Regions from separate parts of the Mus musculus genome. Here region 1 is linked to region 2. A link is a contact called in public promoter capture Hi-C data. All regions are on one chromosome and are shown on one strand. Each heading gives the region's core, a stretch centred on a gene start, on an enhancer-like site or on the middle of the called end of the contact. The rest is flanking DNA. Distances are from core to core; before and after follow the strand shown. Region 1 overlaps Smg6 (Smg-6 homolog, nonsense mediated mRNA decay factor (C. elegans)). Region 2 overlaps Smg6 (Smg-6 homolog, nonsense mediated mRNA decay factor (C. elegans)).

The links. Capture Hi-C pulls out chosen DNA fragments and counts their contacts.
Region 1: a contact with region 2 is called in a promoter capture Hi-C map of adipose tissue. The contact joins two enhancer-like sites. A contact is called at or near these places in 1 of 15 datasets of contacts at CTCF or cohesin (the NIH/3T3 cell line), 3 of 484 Hi-C or Micro-C datasets (bone marrow-derived macrophages, embryonic fibroblasts and forebrain), 4 of 115 datasets of contacts at active chromatin or transcription factors (CD8 T cells, cardiomyocytes, embryonic stem cells and 1 more) and 3 of 9 other capture datasets (adipose tissue, liver and pancreatic islet).

The regions. Positions count from the first base shown.
Region 1 is chr11:75,134,187-75,136,886 of GRCm38.p6, reverse strand. The region is part of intron 13 of Smg6 (Smg-6 homolog, nonsense mediated mRNA decay factor (C. elegans)); the gene reads right to left. Among named protein-coding and RNA genes, the nearest start is that of Gm51907, 3.8 kb to the right of the region's middle. Within about 2 kb of position 1,321, at least 22 of the 459 cell types and tissues checked have an H3K27ac peak or open chromatin away from gene starts, as enhancers often do. A contact at or near this core is called in adipose tissue, where this site is marked.
Region 2 is chr11:74,958,513-74,961,212 of GRCm38.p6, reverse strand. The region is part of intron 8 of Smg6 (Smg-6 homolog, nonsense mediated mRNA decay factor (C. elegans)); the gene reads right to left. Among named protein-coding and RNA genes, the nearest start is that of Srr, 34 kb to the right of the region's middle. Within about 2 kb of position 1,277, at least 73 of the 459 cell types and tissues checked have an H3K27ac peak or open chromatin away from gene starts, as enhancers often do. A contact at or near this core is called in adipose tissue, where this site is marked.

The DNA.
Region 1 (2,700 bases), core at 72-2,571, 180 kb before region 2:
TAGATGGCTCAGGAAGCAGTGTGATTCCTGGCCAAGAGGGAGAAAGGCCACATGTGTGGACGTGGGACTCCTGGAGGTGGGGATTTCCAGGGCACAGCAGGAGCCTGGGGTGCAGACATCCTGAGCCTGCCTGTAGCACATCCTTAGAGGTTCAGTGGGAACTATCATGAAGAAAGACAAGGAACTCCCACCCTGCTCCAGTTTTCATTTGCACACCTTTTAGAATGAACCCAGTTTCCCTGAGTTTTGTCTGCTATGGTCATTCATTCTTGCCTTTAAGAGGAATGTCACTTACTGTGATTGGTAAGAGTTCTGCTTCACTGGGATATCTAAGAGGTCCAAAAAGGACTCTGTTTACATAGACAATTTACCCAGACTTTGTCTTCTCTTCATTGTAGTCCAACTAGCAGGGAGACCAACTAAGGCTGGATGCAGTATTCTTAAGTTTCTAAACTACAGCGTGGCAGTGAGAAATGAATTCAAGGTATTTAGTAAACTGGGAACATGACAGGCGTAATGTATAGGGCTTGCTCAAAGACACATGGAATCCTGTTTCCAGTTTGTTGGGCTGGTTGTGAGAGTATTCTGCCATGGTGTGAGAGGAATAAGCCTGGTGGAGAGAAAAACACAGCTCTCTTGACTCTGGGGTTCTACCGGAGGCTCTTGGGAATATTCTCCCATACAAAGGGGCTCTAGGAGTTGAGTCAGAGAGGGACAAAACAACAGTTTAATATGGTAAGGGATATATCAAAATAGAGAAAGACAGGCTGGAGATGGCTCAGCGATTAAGAGCATCGACTGTTCTTCCAAAGGTCCTGAGTTCAGTTCCCAGCAGCCACATGGTAGCTCACAATCATCTGTAATGGAATCAGATGCCCTCTTCTGGTGTGTCTGATGTCAGCTACAGTGTACTCTTCATGTATGTGTGTGTGCGCGCATACATCTATACATATACATACATATAATCAATCTTTAAAAAAGGATGGAGAAAGACTTTCAAACCAACTCCTTTAAAAAGCAAACTCCAAGACGATCTCCACGTAGCAGTAAAGTCTCTGGGGTTAAAGGGTAAAGGGGTCATATATTCTCTGGAAAGGAGAGAGTACCTATGAAATTTAGGATGTAATCTTCACAGTAACCCCTTCTCGACCATATTTTTCCATTTTGTATCAATTTCTAAGGCAGAGGATGTAAATGGTATGCCCACTGCCTTATTGGCAAACTCTCCTTGTTTCTGAGGCGAAAGCTGGGCATGATACAGTCCCTTTGGGTTATTACAACAGCGCTGGACTGGGGCTGAGAATGGGTGAAGGGCTGCTAGACTTTGAACCTTCTTGGTGTGCCTTTGCAGGGGCAGTCCTTGCCCTGGAGGATACTGTGTAGCCAACTGCCAAGAACTCCAGGGTTAATGAACAAAATGTCTCACATGAATCATTCCTGCTTCTAACAGAAAAGTGAGGCTTGATCAGGAAGAGCTGAAAGAAAAGCACCCTAAGAAAGCCTGGTTCTGTCTCCCTCCGTGAAGGTCATCTGAAGCAGCTCCCCATCAGCAGCAGGAACAAAACCCTAAGCTTCAGGGCTTGAGCTAGCTATCAGCTCATCAGGTCCACACAGAACCAAGCAGAAAGGAAAACGGAAAGCTTGCTGTGGAGAGGTGATGTGTGCCTGTTCCGTCCCAGCTCAGTTCCTTAGAGAGAGAGAACGTGAGCAGGTAATGAGGTAGGGGCAGGGGCTAAGAGGCAGGTTCTGAGAAAAGCAGAAGAAACCTTTAGACCGACATAGGAGGATTGGTCTACTGTCTAGGTTATCTTAGGTGGGGAGGTAGACAATCAAGAATGGTGAAAACTGAGCAGAGGCCAACAGAAGAACAGAAAAAGTGATGCCACTTTATGGAAAGTGGGGACAGCAAGAGAGAAAGGGGATCAAGCACCAGCCATCATAGACTGATGTAAGCTGAGTACACCTCATAGCAGCCCTGGGGAAGGGAGAAACCCTCGGACAGCCAGGAAACAGGAGAAAGGGCTGGAATGCTGACAGGCCTCTAGAGCAGACTTCGAAAGAGAGGTTCAGTGCGCACCACAGCTAGTTACTCTGCAACATTTCTTTCACTAAACACTAAATGTTTCGTTTTGGGGAATCAGAACTTGCACCACCAGCCCCAACACCCCTCCACCCCCACGTGCCCAGTCTTGAAAGTCCAGCTTGCTACTGCTCCTCTGGTTAAAAAGAGAGAGAGAAAAAAATTACATGGGTTTTCCCCCTGCAAACTCAAGTTTACAGGTTGTTTTTCTTGTTTCTCTAAATGGAGCCAATTATTCTCACATTTGTTGAAACCTTCAATCAAGCTTTATAGCTTGTTAATTTTACAAAATGTCCTTAGAGCAAATAAGATGCAGACAGGAAAAGTGAAGTCTTGCTGAGATTATTAAGAAACCTTAAAATAGACTCCAAATCTACCACCAAGGCTGGTAAAATATAGGCTGCTTGGCTGGCTTCTGAGGTCAATTAGCGATGGGTTAATTATCATCTTTAATGAGCCAAGGCTACAGGATTGGCTACAAGAAAATGAACTCACATTAATGTGTTTTCAAAAAGCAGGGACTGGAGCAATGTGAAACTCACCCTTACTAGAGACAAAGGGTGGAAAGCACACTTCTGTAGCAGCCAAGGGTGGGTCTGCCAATGAAAATTCAGACAGAA
Region 2 (2,700 bases), core at 28-2,527:
TTAAATCTCTAAAAATACTTTTTAAATAACAAAAGTTTAAATACCTAAGAATTGGGGCTGGGAAGACAGGTTAGCAGACAAAGGCTTGCCCTAAGCCTGACAACCTGAGTTCAATCCCTGGGACCCACGTGACAAAAAGAGAGACCAACTCCCAGAAGATGTTCTTGGACCTCCATAGGCACGCGAGCACACACACACACGAAATGGAAAAATAAAAAAGTAATTTAAATTAAGACCCCAAAATTTAAAAATGTGTTTGATTTGTAACCAAATTGTTCTCTGATTACTTTCTCTTCCTCTGAACATTTTAGCTGCTTCATGTTTTCTTCTGAATGCTTTTTTTTTCTTTTATTCTTTTTTTTTTTTTTTTTGGTTTTCGAGACAGGGTTTCTCTATGTAGCCCTGGCTGTCCTGGAACTCACTCTGTAGACCAGGCTGGCCTCGAACTTAGAAATCCGCCTGCCTCTGCCTCCCGAGTGCTGGGATTAAAGGCGTGCGTACCACCCGGCCTGAATGCTAACTTTTAAGCACATTACTGGAAAAGCGCACCACCTCACTCCTTCCTCCTTCAGGATGTATTGTTTATACTTGTTCTGTATGTTACTCAAGTGACTTCTCTTTACAATTACTGTCATTACTATTTCTAAAATGTCTAAATTAAACCAAAGCTTGGAAATTCTGACTGGTATCTGGGTCCGACTTTCCGGATGGTAACTGAAGGTCATGTGGGGTGGAAAGTGGCCTGTGGGTAACAGAACACACACATGCACGCGAACAGGATATGTTGGTAATCTGGCTTCCTGAGACCTAGTAAGTTGTGAGAGTTCTCACCATTACCCTTGGAGAAGATGAAAAAACTAAAGTTGGAAAATGCTGGATTTTTAAAATGTCCCCTCTTAGCATTCTATCTAGTGGTGTCTGGGAAGGGGCACATTTGCCTCCTACACCATTTTACTTGTCTAAAAGTACAAAACAAGCGAATGAACGGAAGCTTCTTCATAGCGTGGAAGCTGGTGTTTGTGGCACAGCTTATGTCACGTCTCAAGCCCAGAAACACGAAGAGTGTGGTTTTGGTGTTTAACCAGCCTCTACTGCACCCTGGCACTGTTTCTTCCCCAGAGAACTTTAGAGGAAAAAAACCAACCTCCTATCTTAAAACCAAAGGCCAGGATAAAAATAAAGCCCTGAAGTGGTTTGGTGACCGAGGTCATAAGGGCTGCCACAGGTCTGAAGGTAGGGCCAGTATGCTCTGAGAAACTTCACTGCAGTCAACCACAGAAACAAAGACCTCAGCCCCACAGTCCAACAGTCTAGGAGGCTGCCTTTAGGCCTGATTTGTTAGGAGCTGCTCCACACAAAGCAGTTTATATCCTTTGAAAACCTCCAATCCTGCTTATAACTTTAACAGCAGTCTAGCTGAACTGTTCCTAGAGCCTATGAAAAGCAGAGCCAACCTGCAGCCTTGTCCTATAGGAAGGAGGCTGCCATGAACTCTCGCAGGCTTATTGCCTAATCTCCACTCATGAAGCAACTTTAAAACTTGATTCTGAGGTGAAGGAGTAGAACATGAGGTTCACACTACAAACTAGAAAAGTGAAATGGGAACTGACATGAAATCAACTCACGGCAACCCTGATGAAAATAAAACAAAACAAACAAAAGGACCAAAGCCAACCAAACATGCAATCCTTACACCCAGGAAACCAACAATTCGTCTTTCTCTACCAGGATCACATAATTACAGAGCAACAAAGAAACTGGGTTATCAGACATGAAACATCTGCTTACTAGCAAACCCAGAGATGAAATTTTTCTCTAACATTCTACACTGTCCAGAGGAAATGAGGGTAAACACTGGTTCTGCTCCTTCATCCTGACAGGAGTTCTGAAACTGCAAACTTAATTTACCATGATCTATGCCCAACAACTAGAATGCACTCCAAAATGTACCATATGACCTGATGTACCATATGACCAGGCTTCAAACCTAAGGCTCTGACCTATAGTTGTCCTGGGTGGCTGGGAGGGGGAGGGCAATGCCTGTGTGCCACCCACACAGCAGCTTTCTTTAACATTATGGCAGTGGCAGCAGCGGCAGCAGCAGTTTAGCACACAACTGTACAAGGGACACTGAAAAGTGAGAGAAATGATGGGTCTGAAGAAAAAATGTCATCTGTATAATTTTTTAAAAATTTAAAAACAAGAAAATTCAGCCAGGCATGGTGGCCCACACCTTTAATCCCAGCATTTGGGAGGCAGAGGATTTCTGAGTTCGAGGCCAGCCTGGTCTACAGAGTGAGTTCCAGGACGGCCAGGGCTACACAGAGAAACCCTGTCTCAAAAAACAAAAAAGAGAAAGAAAGAAAGAAAGAAAGAAAGAAAGAAAGAAAGAAAGAAAGAAAGAAAGAAAGAGAGAAAGAGAGAAAGAAAGAAAGAAAATAAATTCAGAACTCTGTACTATGGCTGGTTCTTTAAAAAGCACAAAACATCCAAGCCAGATCCGCAAATTTTCAAGCAAAAACTATTACTTTCAAACCTTGGGAAGTGACATTATCATTACTGCCATGTTTCAGATGAGGAGGCTGAAGTTCAGCCAGTTATGGACTGGGCCTCAGACCTCAGAGATAACAGCTAATAAAATTAGGACTTAAAATCAGAGATTTTCAAAGCCCAGACTCTTAAATAACCTCTATATTACCT